Linked DNA regions of Mus musculus: region 2 is linked to region 1. Evidence: chromatin contacts called from public HiChIP or PLAC-seq data. All regions are on one chromosome and are shown on one strand. Each heading gives the region's core, a stretch centred on a gene start, on an enhancer-like site or on the middle of the called end of the contact. The rest is flanking DNA. Distances are from core to core; before and after follow the strand shown. Region 1 holds the start of Neurl3 (neuralized E3 ubiquitin protein ligase 3). Region 2 overlaps Arid5a (AT rich interactive domain 5A (MRF1-like)).

The links. HiChIP or PLAC-seq counts read pairs in DNA pulled down with a chosen protein or histone mark.
Region 2: a CTCF HiChIP or PLAC-seq map of CD8 T cells shows a contact between it and region 1, with 7 read pairs. The contact joins the enhancer-like site here to the promoter of Neurl3 in region 1. A contact is called at or near these places in 1 of 39 promoter capture datasets (macrophages), 4 of 15 datasets of contacts at CTCF or cohesin (CD8 T cells, embryonic stem cells, large pre-B cells and 1 more), 7 of 484 Hi-C or Micro-C datasets (the 63-12 cell line, B cells, CD8 T cells and 4 more), 6 of 115 datasets of contacts at active chromatin or transcription factors (CD8 T cells, the HPC-7 cell line, embryonic stem cells and 3 more) and 3 of 9 other capture datasets (adipose tissue, liver and pancreatic islet).

The regions. Positions count from the first base shown.
Region 1 is chr1:36,270,967-36,278,180 of GRCm38.p6, forward strand. It overlaps Neurl3 (neuralized E3 ubiquitin protein ligase 3), which reads right to left and starts at 2,459. Exons shown (of 4, transcript NM_153408.2): 1 at 2,372-2,459. The coding sequence starts at 2,399.
Region 2 is chr1:36,321,954-36,329,167 of GRCm38.p6, forward strand. It overlaps Arid5a (AT rich interactive domain 5A (MRF1-like)), which reads left to right. Exons shown (of 7, transcript NM_001172205.1): 7 at 1-2,076. Among named protein-coding and RNA genes, the nearest start is that of Arid5a, 18 kb to the left of the region's middle. Within about 2 kb of position 3,713, at least 76 of the 459 cell types and tissues checked have an H3K27ac peak or open chromatin away from gene starts, as enhancers often do. A contact at or near this core is called in the 63-12 cell line, CD8 T cells, Th1 cells and 2 more, where this site is marked.

The DNA of each region.
Region 1 (7,214 bases), core at 1,209-3,708:
GAAGGTCTCAAGTGAGGCTGTGGGCTAGGGGCTTGAGTAATAATCCTGGACAAGAGCAGATGCTGGAAACAGTCCCTCCGCAACCCTGCTGGTCCACCACAAAAGTAGAAATGGAGCAAGCAGGAGCCCCGGGCCTCAGCCACTACAGCCTCCACGGAAAGGGTTCAAATCCCCTTCCGGTCTGGAGGCTTTGGACTGCTCATCTTAAAATGGTGGCCAGTCCTCCCTGGCTGCAGGCAGGGTGTTCACCTGGGTGCGTTCCATCTCCAGGAGGACAGAGGACTGGAAGAATTGCTCTGGGAGAGGGAGACCTTCAGTTCACTGCCCCCATCTACTTCCCAGAAGAGAGGCAGGAGGATGGCTGATGGATATCAGTTCAGAAGAAGGGGGACTGCCCCAGGAATGGCCTCTGAGGGCACAAGAGTCCCAGGAAAAGAAAGCCTTGGCCTGGTTGGCAGCTTGCATGGGCAAAGCTCCATCCCCACTTAGGAGCCTTCCCAGGGATCTTTGGGAACCATGTCCTGTGTCACAGGGAAGAAGCTGAAGGGGACATGCTGCTGCCCCCGTGGGTCCCTAGGTGAGCAGTTAAACCACCTTCTCTCTTCTGCATGCTCAGGCCTTGTGTCCCTCTCTGGGTGTGGCTCCCAGGAGGTACCACCACTGGCAAGCCACAAGGGGCCTCTTAAGGCCTGGACTTGCTACACGCACTCTCTCATATGGCTTGTTTGGTTATTCACTGAGCACACGACCCAGATGGAGTAGAGCTGAAGGCCACCCTTACCCTGCCAGTCTCTCAAAGGCCTGCAGGACTTTGTCCCCCACAGAAGCCGCACCTTCCCTTTACACTGAGCACGGCTTCCTGGCTTTAGAGCTGGGTCACAGTGGCACGAAAGGGGTGGACACTTTTCTTCTGCCTTCCTCCTCCTGCAGAGACTGGCAGGCATCTTGGCCCTTTGACTGAGCAACCTGACAGACCCCACTGCTGGGCTGGGCTATGGCAGAGGTGGGCACAAGCTAAACGTGGCTCTCTAATTGGGTGTGTCCTGGTTGGCAGGGTTGGCACAGGGTTCAGAGTACTGTCTATCAAGAACTAGAGAATTCCTGTTCTAGACCCCATTTTTAAGCCAGGTCCTGAGGTTCCATACAATAGAGAGGTAGTCCTTCTCCAGTGACCCCCACCTTTGTGCTACCCACTGACGGAGGCTGGCCTGGATCTAGACTGCTAGGAAGTTGGGACAGGCCAGCCATGTCTGTAGGGTCATCTCCAGGCCTGGGCAGATGAAGACAAATTATAGTCTCTGCTGCAAGGCTCTGGGGATTTTAGTGATGGATGCTCAGCCACCTGCTCCGTGATGGCCTCCTAACTGCCAGCACCTTCAGCATCAAGGTCTTTGGGATGCCAGGCACCCAGTCAGCCCTTTGCAGAATCCTGTTCTCCCCTCTGCACCCCAGCATGCAGAGCTTGGGGAAGCTCAAGAAAGGTCCCTTCCTGTCCTCCCAGCCCCAAGGAGACTGTGGGCTCAGCTACACAGTTTCAGTCCCTCTCCCTCTCCCACTCCCTCCTCCCTCCTCTCCCTCTCCCACTCCCCCCCCCCCACATCTGTACCTGTTATACCCCATCCCTTTTGGCATTGTTACTGCCCTGCCTTGAATCCAAACACAGCTGCCACAGCAGAGGTGGCTCTGGGCGTGGCCGCCCACTGTGAGCAAGCCTTGGGTGCTTGCCAAGGGCCCTACACAGGGGCACTGATTGGCTTGGGGGGGCAGGTCTAGGGTGCCTGGTCCCCGTCTCTGTTCTAAGGGGTGGCATGCTATTTCCTGCTCACTCACCAGGCCCCTCTGCTAAGGGGACACGTGACCACAGGTACTGGTGTCTCAGAGAAACTTCTTATCTCATTACTATTTAGATATCTACATTTGGAGTCCTAAAGGACAGCAGGGTGGTGGCATAGTCCCAACCTTCAGACGAGAAAAAAACCAAGAGTCCAGGGACAAAAATGACTTGTCCACATTGCCACCGACAATTTGGCAAGGCTGAAATCCCTCGTTTTTCCACCGGCCTCCTAAGCTCTCCCCTTTTCCCCACCCCAGCCTTGATTCTCCCTTATCCAGTTCCTAGATAAAGACTGCTTACAGGTAGTGGGTGGGAAGGAGGGGTGTGTATCTCCGCAGCCATCTTGGACCAGACACCCCGCTTCTGCTGGGTTCCTGGGAAGGCAGGAAGCTCTCGCCCTCGCGCAGCCCAGACCATGGAGAAACCCACTCTAGGAGCCAATGAAGTCTCTGATCTCCCCTTTCCAGACCTCCCACCTGTACTCCATGCAGTCAGGACTCCAGAAGCCAGCTCAAGGCATACGGGAAATCTACTTACTGGCCTCAGGGCTGAGGAGAGAACCCATCAGCCTGAGCTCCTCCTGGGGCACAAGTCCCTGGGTCTGAAGATGTCTGTGAAGGCCAGTGGTCAGGGTTACAAGACTCCGGAAGGTTCCCCTTTTATAGGCTGGAGCTCACGTTACAGAGTTGTTGATTAATTAGATGCTGTCACGCATGACGATATCCGGGACTTTCCCCATGACCTCTCGTGGCTCACAGTGGACTGCTGCTGCAGCAGGCTGGTCTGAGATAAGAAGGGAAGCAGGGGCTGTAACTGTGGCTGCAGCAGACGGTTTTCTGTTTGACTTCTAAGCAGCCCTTGTCTGTGAATTATAATCGCATGTTAGTAAACACCCGTGCCGCCGCCACGCCCTCCCCCACTCTCCCCAACAAAGACTTTGGTGGTCCTGGTCTGGGATGAGATCTGGGCATTGGGAGTTTCAAGAGCATGCAGGAACTTTGATTAGCAGCCGGCATGGTGTCCAACCCCACATAGAGAAGGTGCGCAGCGCTGCTGAAGGTTAACTGATTGAGCTAAATCCTAGGACCTGTGAAGGTGAGGCCGCCCAGTGGCAAGGTTGGTTTGGGGGCTTACAACCCCACCCCCACCCCACCCCCCCTCCCCGCCAGATTAGGTCTTTCTTGAGATTCCAGATCAAAGCCACAATTCTGTGACTTCTGTGGCCCCTTTAAGAAAGGAACGGGGAGGGGGGGGGGCTGGCGAGATGGCTCAGTGGTTAAGAGCGCCGACTGCTCTTCCGAAGGTCCGGAGTTCAAATCCCAGCAACCACATGGTGCCTCACAACCATCTGTAACGAAATCTGATGCCCTCTTCTGGAGTGTCTGAAGACAGCTACAGTGTACTTACATATAATAAATAAATCTTTAAAAAAAAAAAAAGAAAGAAAGGAACAGGAGCACCTGGAAATGACAGTGAGCTAGACAGGACGGGGGGGGCGGGGGGGGGGCGGGGGCGGTTCGACTGAGGAGGGAAATAGAGGGCTGGAGACCCAGGTTGTGTCTGCTGTATTACCTTATGCAGATCCCTTCCTCTTCTTGAGGTCTGATGTTCTGGTTTGGGGACCTTTTCCAGCCAGCATGTGGTGCCTAAGTGAGAAGAAGTGGCCAGGGGAAGGTGAGTGTTATCAGTGTAGCCCTGGTTACCTTAGACATTGCTGTAACCCCTGGACTTTCTTTTTCCGGCCACACCCTTGCTGAGCGCCCTTTGTCACTGCACTAGATGTATAACTTCTGCCAAGACCACAGGTAGCTGCTCTAGAGCCAGTGCCAGTCACCTGGGCCGGAGTCCTGTGGCTTCTAAAGGTTGCAGTTCCCCCGATGCCCCGGCTGGCTCAGTCTAAGAGGTTCAGGCTCCTGGCACCTCCTGGCAGGCACACCAGTCTCTGGACACTTGTGGATGCTCCTCCCTTGCTGGGTTGCTCAGGGCTGGAGCCAAGAGATCCTTGTTGATTAGCCACATCCCCCTAACAGAGGTGTGTGGTGCCCAATCAGGGTGCCTGCTCTGCAGTTTTAGCCTTTCTAGAAAATGACTGGGCTAGCTGCAGACCAGCAGGCAGGTGGTATGGTCCCCAGACAGGACCTGTAGCCTGCTCGGGCTAGCAGCCAGCAAGGCAAAGGCAAGGCCAAAGACACCCACATCCAAGTGAATTTAGCTACCCCACTGACTGGATTCAGGATGTGCCGTTCTAAACAGGCTCCCTACATTTGGGGGGTTGCAGAAACAGGAAGGCCCCCCACCTTTCTCCCATGAAGCCAGCCCCAAGCTCCTCAAGCCCTGCTTACCGTGGACATCAGGGCGGGGGAGAACTGGATCAGACTGTTCCTGCTAGGCCCCGCCCTGTTCATCACCATCCCTTCACACTCACCTCTGCCCCAGTACCTTCACTATAATTGACAGTCACTCGTGGGCTCAACTTCTGCCTCCACCCTTCAGTGCTGGTGAGATGGCCCTGACCTGCTGCTAAGTCTGACCCAGGGACCCACATGGTATATGGAGAAGACTGACAGCTGCCCTCTGACCTTCACACATGTCGTGGCACATGTATGTCCACACCCACTAAACAAATCATACACACCACACACACACACAAGCTTCATGCCTGCTAGGCAAGCACCCTGCCAACTTAGCTACACCCCCAGTGGCATTTTCCTTCTTTGAAAATACTTTTATGTTTTATTCTTTGACAGTCTCATACACATATATGGTGAGGGTTTTAATCTTAAATTTTATTCTTATTATTTTAATCCTATATATTGTATGTGTCTGGCTGTAGCTCTGTGCCCCTGAGTGTGGCAGTCCTTGGAAGCCGGAACCTTTGGATTGCCTTGGGACTGGACATACAGGCAGTTGTGAGCCCAGACAACGCGGGTCCTCTGGAGGATCAGTAAAGTGCTCTGAACAACCAAACCATCTCCATGACAACCCTGTTCCTCTTGTCCCCTCCTACCCCATATGGACTCGACTCATTCTTCTTCCTTACAGGTCTCTCTCCAGCTTTCATTCCTGTTTTGTTTTTTATGGCCCACTAAGTTTAGTTTCACTTGCCTGCAGACATGTGCATGTGTGCAGGGTTACTGAATGGCTCACAGGCGACTTTCTAGTGGTTACACCCTGAACAAAGATGACTCCCCCTCCCTCAGCAGACGGTAACTACCAAGAACCTCTCCACTTGGGGTAGATCCTTGTCTGCCCATCCCCTCTCTGGGTTTTTATTTCTGGAAGGCTCCACATATCATTAAATTCACATCCATACTAAATGAATGCACTTTACAACAGAGGTGCCTGGGAACTCTTCACACCAGCCGAGTTGTGCAATCAGCCAAGGTGCACATAGGCAGATAAGGGAAATGCAGTTTCACTCAGCCATAAAGAAAGGAGTTACCATTCTCAGGGAAACGATCAGAGCTGGAGATCATCGATCATCGCGTTAAGCAAAACAAGCCGGACTCAGAAAGACAAACGTCATCAGTTTTCTCTCATATATAGAATGCAAATTTAGAAAGTAAGGTGTGTACTGCTAGGAGATGTGTCACCGATAGAGAGCTTACCCAGCATGCACCAGGTCTAGGTTCCATCCCTCCTAGTGATGGAGGAAGGAAGGGAGACAATATAAGGGACTCCTTGTGGGTGATGCTTCGTTGCCTTGAGACAGATTTCACTCTTTATTCCAGGCTGGTTTGGAATTCAGAGCAATCCCCCTGCCTCAGGCTCCACATTTCTGGGGTCAAAGGTGTGAGCCACCATGCTCAGCTAGAAGGAAGTCTTTGGAAAAGGGGGGGGCTTCGAGGGAAGGGAACAGAAGGCAGTGTGAGTTAAACATGACCAAAGCACATGGCAGATGTGTGTGTTGATGGCATAGAGAAGCCATTGCTTTGTACAGTGATCAGAAATGTGTGCACCCCCTGTCTTATTTGTGTCTTGTGTACCAAGGGTCCTAGCCATGATATTCTCCTAGACATTGTTGCTATAAGTTCAGTACTATACTAACTCAACAGTCCTTGAGGCAAGTCCTTAGAAAGAGTCTATTTGTAACCACTCCCATTTCACAAAAGAGGAAACTGAGGCACAAGATGCACAAACTGTTCCAGGAAGATGGCTCAGTGGGTGAAGGTGCTTGCTTGCCACAGGACCCTGGCAACCTGAGTGAGATCTCTGGAACCCACACTAAGGTAGGTGAGAACCGATTCCAGACGTCGTCCTCTGACCCACACACCCATACACATAAAAAAAGAGAAGGAGAAGGAGAAGGAGAAGGAGAAGGAGAAGGAGAAGGAGAAGGAGAAGGAGAAGGAGAAGGAGAAGGAGAAGGAGAAGGAGAAGGAGAAGGAGAAGGAGAAGGAGAAAGAAGGAGAAAAGCTTCTGCCGTCTCCGCCATGTGGCTTTGCTGCTTTGATGCCTCACTGGCTCTTTGTAGATATTTAGCTGACTGGGCTGGCACATAGTAGGAGTTTTACAAATAGCCTCTGATAGGTCGTCTAAGTGTCCATTGGATGCTATCATCAAGCTGGTGCCTTGGAAGTCCTGTTTCCAAGACAGGACAGGATCTGTAAGACTGGTCGAATAGGCCTGCCTAAGGAAATGCAGCGGTGATCGGGGCGCCCTCTGCTGTCTATAGTCAGTATTGCAGGATGCAATTGAGGCCCTGTGAGCCTGCAAGCCCAGGATGGGGTCAGCAATTGCCAGAGAAGCTTCAGAGGCCTCCACACCTCCTCCTGTTATCCCCAAACTTCCCGTCTCCCCCTATTCAGAGTCTTCTTGTCACCTCATGGGGCCCCCCTCAGTGGCAGTCATCCCTCCACATGTCCAGTCTCTATCATTACATAGTGCACTTGTGTGGACCACCACATAGGTGACTCCTCTGTGAAGCTGAGACTGCTTGGGGACCCAGGCCAGTCTGTAGTCCAGCACAGGCAGGAGTCCTGCCTGAACTGAGATACTGGGATACTGGAGGGCAGTCCAACCATCAGTGTCCTAGGATCCCTACTATGTTACACTAACATACCCTCACCTATGGGCGGTGGCCCCTGCCCAGAGGTTATCACAAAGGATGGAGGAGGTGGAGGTGGAGGAGAGGGTCTGCAGTGCCAGAATGCAAGCTGCAGGAACAGCTGAGGCCAGGGGCACAGTAGTGGCTAGCAAGGATTTTTTAATATTTATTTATCTATTTTTTTAAATATTTATTTATTTATTAATGTAACTACACTGTAGCTGTCTTCAGACACTCCAGAAGAGGGCATCAGATTTCGTTACAGATGGTTGTGAGGCACCATGTGGTTGCTGGGATTTGAACTGGGGACCTTTGGAAGAGCAGTCGGCGCTC
Region 2 (7,214 bases), core at 2,463-4,962, 52 kb after region 1:
CAGGAACGGAGCCCTCTGCAGGTTCATCTGGAGAATACACAGCTGGGAGGGTAGGGTGTGTGGCTTTCTGGGTTGTACTCCACTCTGCTTCAGCAAAAACTCTAGAAATGAATGCACATCAGGCTTCCTGGGAAATCTTGGGACTTTGCACCCATGCGCTAGCCCCACATGATTCTCCTTCCTTCTGTGAATGAGAGAACTCAGCTCAGAGGTGACTCCAAACACTGTGGTACACACACCTTCCTATGTTCACTTGTGTCCCTAACAGGTTCCCCCAGAGGACCCACAGGCCAGCAAAGCTCTTGGCGTCTGTGTCCAGGGCATAACTTGTGGTCTGAGCCTACTTCCAAATCATTCGTGACATTTGAGCTAATAATGGTGGGAGGAGGCAGAGGCCACTCTGGTATTTGTGCTGACCCCACCCCTGTCCGTGGTCCTGGCTCATTTCCCTGGAAACAGCTTAAGTGTGATGAGTTGGGCATTCAGTGGGAAATACCTTTGTTTGCCTTGGGTGTCAAAGCATGCTGCCCCTGTAACTGTCTTAGGTGGCATTGGTTAGCATTACATGTGCATCTCCCACACGAGGCAAGTATCACCACCGCCATAGTTGTTTGGTTGGTTGGTTTTCTTGGCTTCTTTTTAAGACAGGATTTCTCTGTGTAGCCCTGGCTGACCTGGAACTTACTCTGTAGACCAGGCTGGTCTCTAATAGAGGTCCACCCTCTGCCTCTACTTGGATTAAAGATATGCACCACCATGCCCAGCAACCACCTCGCCCAGCAACCATCAGAGTTTTAAACCGAATGGCTGGGAATTTTCCTTTGAAGACCTTGCGAATGGCTACAGGAGGTGATGGAGAAACAGCAGCAAGTCCCCGAGGGAGTGGCGAGAGAGTGGGGCCAGGAGCCAGGGGGGCTGTTGGGCAGGGACGGAGGAAGCCAGAGATGACTTAGGCTGCATTTAGAACCTTCTAGTCCAGGAGGCAGTTGGGCTTTTATGTGAAATAAAGAAAGATGGAAGAGAGTCCTGGCTCCCAGATTTGGTTGTTTGCTTTATGGTGCTAGGGATGGAACCCTGGACATTTTTTATGCTCAGCAAGCTCTGATCACTTGCTGCATCCCAGCCCTGGACTCTGGCAAGTGGTAGGTGTGGACACTGGAGACTAGAACAGAGTAGGGAACGTATCCTTGGAGATGGCAGAGTCAACATCTGGACACAGGTCTGGAGATGCTGCGGACACATCTGGCCAGCGTGTCTGTTTATACTGTGAGCAGAGTGAGTGTGGGGGCTGGGCTTGGAGAAGGGAAGCGAGCTAGGCAGTGATCACAGTAGAGCAAAGCCGTCCAAGGGCACAGCCAGGGCACAAGAGCTCGGGTTTCCACTTGACCTTAGCAGCGTGAGTATCATTGCACCTAGGAGGCCGGCTGGACACAATCTCAAGGCAAGGGACAACTAAGCACCACTCCAGTGGGAGCCGAAGTGGCTGCATGAAGGGCATCAACAGAGAACCAGGGAATGAAGTGGGGATGGGGGGAGGGAGTTGGGAACAGTGGGTAAGATCTCTAGACTGCAGATCTTGGTGTGCTGTGGGGACTTGATGGGGTGGGTGCACATGAGAGGCTTGGCTGAATCAGCAGCTATTGGTTGCTGGATGAGCTAGAGCAAGAAGGGGTCAACAGAGCTCAGGCATGGGGGACTTTGAAACAAGGGCAGCGGGCATGCTGGGTGGGCACAGCCGCCAGGGTAAGGTGTGTAGGCACAGGAAAGGAGGTGATGGGGCCTCAGCAAAAAACACAGCACAGGAGGCAAGAAGCAAAGGTTACCTTCCACATGAAGTTGCTGGGCTGGCCAGAGCCTTAGACTGGCAGAATAGACATTAGAGAAGGCCAGAGGCAATGAAAAACTTCATGGCTTTAAAGGAATTTTAAATCAAGAGCAGAGGCTGCCTGGCATGTTTAGATGTGTTTGTTTTCTAGTGTGCTGGATGGAACCCAGAGCCTTGGGTATGCTGGGCAAGTATCCAACACTGAGCTATATCATTTGGTGTTTTTTAAAAAAAAGAATTAACAATATTTGAAACATTTTCTCTTGAATAGCCGTTATTTCTGGCCACAAAGGATGACCTTCCGAATCAGGACCGGGGGTGGGGGGGGGAGCCCATCTATTGCCCATAGTCCTTCAGCTCCTCTTGTGTCGGACCATTAGGGAGCCAGTCCTAGCCAACTGCCCTGGTTCTCACCACTTGAGTCTTGACACTGCTCAGACACTAGGTGGCAGCTGCTGTTCTTCATGGTTACAGATCAAGACCAATTTCCTTAGCTAATGGCTCCAAGAATGTGGCTGCTCAACTCTTCAAAGGGCTTCTGGGCAGGAATGTAGAGCAATCGCTGATCTGGCAGGACCATCGAGGTGGGCAAATATGAGCACAAGCTCCCAAGACTAGGGCCTCACTCGCTGGGGGTTGTTCCTCCGTGTGTGTGTGTGTGTGTGTGTGTGTGTGTGTGTGTGTGTGTGTGTGTGACAGCCGGCTGGCTACCTGTGAGTCTCTGTGTCCTCTGTGATGCAGAATTGAATCTAGAGACCACTAATGAGCAGATGACTACAGAACACACTCCCCATCCTACCAGGGGGCAGCTCAACCTTTTGTGGGGAGCCTCTAGTCCTGGAAGCCACCTGGCCCTGACTGTGAAACTCCCCAAAGGAGGAAAGGCTCTGACATACAAGGAGAGCAAGGAAGAGGCGCTCCCAGTGGGTGTCTTGAAAGAGCAGCTACTTCCCGACCTTACCTTTCCTGAGGCTCTTTCCTACCTCTAAGGTTCTTGGCTTTCTGCTTGGGCCCTGGGGTAGAAAGGAACGGCCAAGAAGCTAGAAGCCAAATAGATTATGACCTATACTTTCCCACAGCCAGTGTGCCAGTGACAATCTTGGGTCCTTTCCTTGCAAGCAATAGAAATGAAGGCTAATGTAGACAAGAGAATTCCCGAGTGGCTCAAAGCATGAGGGACAGCCAAACCCTAGGCCCTGGAGGAAGGACTCAATGTGCATCCTGTGTCACTTGCTTTGCTGATCATCATAACCAAATAATTTCAGAAGTAACTTGAGAGATGGGAGGTTTTGTTGTCTTAGAGTTTTACAGCTGTGAACAGACACCATAACCAAGGCAACTCTTATAAGGACAACATTTAATTGGGGCTGGCTTACAGGTTCAGAAATTCAGTCCATTATCATCATGGTGGGAACATGGCAGCATCCAGGCAGGCATGGTGTAGGAGGAGCTGAGAGTTCTACATCTTCATCTGAAGGATGCTAGCAGAAGACTGGCTTCCAGGCAGCTAGGATGAGAGTCTCACAGCCCATACCCACAGTGACAAACCTACTCCAACAGGGTCACACCTTCGAATAGTGCCATTCCCTGAGCCAAGCATATACAAACCATCACATTTGTTGTTGCCTACATTAGCAGAGGTTTTATTTAGCCCATGGCCACTGGGTGGCAGAACCACAAGACACTGGAAGTTCTTTGTCTTAGGGTAGACAACTGGGGGAGGGGAGGCAAGGGGACAGGAGCAGGGAGAGGGAGAGGGAGAGAACACACAAACCAGGTATAACCTCCAAAGACATGCCCCAATGAGCTACCCCTGCAGCTCTGTTTAAGTAGTAATATTTGAGATCTCCAGAGTGTCTCCTGTCAGCAAATGTTCCCTGAGTTTGTGTCCACTCAGGGGTTAGACCACTAGCAGCAGGCCACGGGTGGGCTCTGTCTCTCACCTTCTCATGGGTTTCAGCTCTGGGTGACCCGTTAGAGGAGAAGCTGACTCTGGGTCTTGAGCTACCTGTGCTAAGGCTCAGAGAAAGTGTATGCCACATGGATCAGAATACTGTGTGGCACCAGGTGCACCCCCCTTTCTCTGGGACTTCTCTGTCTCATCTGTAGTATGGAAGTGAGTCATTTAACCCCAAGAGCCAGGGTATTTAGAGAAAGCCCTCTGTAAACTTAAGTCCTGATGAATGTGAGTCACTACTTCCCTTGCTAGCTTGGCCATGCCTTATCCTGTCCTTTACCTTAGCATTTTGAAACCCATGCATGTGTTCTGACCACTACCCTTTACCTTGCCTTCTGAGTCAGTGACTCTGACTTCTGGATAGTGTCTGGGTCAAGAATGGCAAGCCAACTTTTGTGGTTGTCTGCAGCTCTGGATTGACTCACTGCGAAAGTGATGCAATTGATTAGTAATGTCTGCCAAGGCCCTTGGAAGGGGAGTGGAGGTTCACCTGCCACATCCGTACCATTGTCTGGGGCTTGATGATGGGCTGTCTGATGCAAGTTCCCTGACCTCACTGCCACATCTCAGCCTGGCTCTGGTGGTTTCCCTCCCACAGGAATGAAGAATAGGGAAGCATCACTCGCTTGCACTGGGAGCCCAATCAAGAAAGCCTGGCTTGGATATGGGTTGCCCAGGAGCTACAGTTGAAAGCCTGGGTAATAGTCAGGGAGGGAACCTCTAGGGGAAAGCTGTTCAAAAGAGCTCAGAGGTTTACGGTCTTGCTTCCAAGTCTGACGGATTGAGTTTGAACCCCTGGATTCATGTGGTAGGACAGAAACAACTACTGGATGTTGTCTTCTGACCTGCATGTGCGCCATAGCATGCATGCCCCCCCCAACAAACAGATAAATGTAATAGAGAGGGGAGGGAAAATGAGAAGGGAGAAGCAAAGGAGGTGAACAGAAGGGGGAATGGTTCTTTCAGAGGTAACTAGGTGGGAGAGATGGGTGGGCTAAAGAGGTGGAACTTCCAATCATTGTACATTTGATATGGGGCTAATGGCCTTGGATGCATTAGGAACAAGTTAAAATAAGCCTGCCATACCCAGCTCTCATCAGCTCACTGCACTTAAGATGTGGCCCACAACTCTGTACTGTCCCCAGATTCAAACTCCAGTGTCTGCTTGGAAACTTCTTCCTTCCTCAGGCTTCTGGTCTCCCCCTCCCCCATTGCATCCACACTCTGCAGTTCCTGCCTGGGTTGAGCTCTGGGGTGTCCCCCCATCAGGCTTCTGGCAGTCACACACCCCCAACAGTTCTGGAAACACATGGGATTCCATCTGCCTGAAAACCATTCTCTCCTCCACTTGCATGCGTCCCCCATCTTCATCCTGGAGCCTCTTCCCCAGGAACTCTGGCTTCCCTCTTAGGTGCCCTCAAAGCATCTACCATTTCTCCACCCACATCTGCATCCCTGCACCACCCCACCCCACCCCGCCCTGACTTGGTTCTTAGGGGCAATCCAAGCTTTGTGTTCACTTCCAACTCCTGATTAGACCAACTGCCAGCTACAACCCCATGCAACAGGGGTCTATAGTCACTGTGAGTAGCACAAGTGCCCACTGGTGTGCATCACCAGTGTGAAACTTGCTGCTTTGGCAATTCCCAGAGGACGCTTTCATGTGCAGGGCCCAAAAGGCTTAGAAGAATGGTGACCCAGAAGAGCAACTCTGCTTCACCTCGGACTTAGACAGTCCCCACTCCGAACCCTTAGCTTTGGGAGAGGGCAAGAATCCACCCGACACTCTTCCTGCAAAACTATGGGCCATGCCCCATTCCTTGACCTGCTCTGCACACATGGAGACAAAGCAGGCAGTTGTTCTCTTTCAGGAACCTTTCTTTCCCTTTAGGGCAGGATCCATGGTTTTCCTATGTGTTAAAGCAGAAAAATGAGACTTGTGATTTGTCTGCCATTGTTATCAGTGTGTGTATGTACACACACCCATGTGGAGTGTAGGCACACCTGGACCATGAGACAAGTGGGGATCAAGGACAGTGTCAGGTGCCAGCCTTTGCCTTCCATCCTGCGTGAGGCAGGGGCTCTTTTGTATTGTCTCCTGCTGCCTTTGGCTAGCTGCAGCAAGCTTCTGGGAATTCTGTCTGCACCTCCCATTGCTGTAGGAACTCTGGGATTCAGATACAGGCTACTGCTGTGGTCAACTTTGTAGGCCTTCGGACTGACAGTCCTGCTAAATCCTCTCTGGTAGTGCACACTGGGCCTCCTTCATCGCTCATCTCCACTGTTTGAGCGTTGTGGGGCTGTCCAGGACTATGCCCTTGGTTTCAACAAAGGTGTTTGAAGTTGTCGTAATCATGTATCAGGGCAGGTAAAAGACAACCAGAGGAGCCAGGGGCTCGAGGGCACTTGTTTGTGGACATCGGGGAAATATGCAAGCCTGTATTATCAAGAAGCCATGTAGGGGGAATTCTAAATTAGTCCTCTGCTTATAGCTACTAAACACAGCTAGGAAAACTGGCCAGAAAGTGTTATAACAATAATTATACTAGAGTATATACTGGAATCAAAAAAGAGGTACCACCGGGCGTGATGGCACACGCCTTTAGTCCCAGCACTTGGGAGGCAGAGGCAGGCAGATTTCTGAATTCGAGGCCAGCCTGGTCTACAGAGTGAGTTCCAGGACAGCCAAGGCTACACAGAGAAACCCTGTCTCAAAAAAACAAAAACAACAACAACAACAACAACAAAAGAGGTACCCTCACCATGGGTCATTAAATGATTGTACTATCTGGCAAACAGAACTGCATTATCAAAGACCAGGAAAATGGTGTGTTCAATCTTTTCACACGTTTACACAAGATGCACATAGAAATAATAAAAACATACATAAAAAGAAAAGGATGTTAAAGTACTCTCACTCTCTACAGCTGAATCCAATAAAGACTTTAGAAAGATTTTGATATTTTAAGTGTACAAGTGCTTTGTCTGTTTGCGTGTAAGGATGGACATCACATGTGTGCCTGGTGTCTGCAAGAGGCAAGAAAAGGACATCTCCAGGGACTAAAGTTACAAATGGTTGTGAGTCACCATGTGGATGCTAGGAATTGAACCCAAATTATCTGCAAGAGCAGCAGTGCACTTAACCGCTGAGCCATCGTTCCAGCCCCGAGACTTCAGACATGTTTAAGGTGCATCTTGATCTAGTCCTGCCAGTTAGCTTCTAAGAGTTCTGTTCTGCCAGACCTAAGAGTATTCTTTTTTTTTTTTTTTTTGAAACCTATGAGCTATTAATAGAACTGCCCAGGACATTCATTCAGACGCCTACTTCTCACTCTTGAGAGTGTCCTGCTAGTAGAATGTAGATGCTTCACTCTCCATGGTCTAAAATGCCTTCTTTTGCATTCTACTGGCAAGCAAATCACAATTACATTT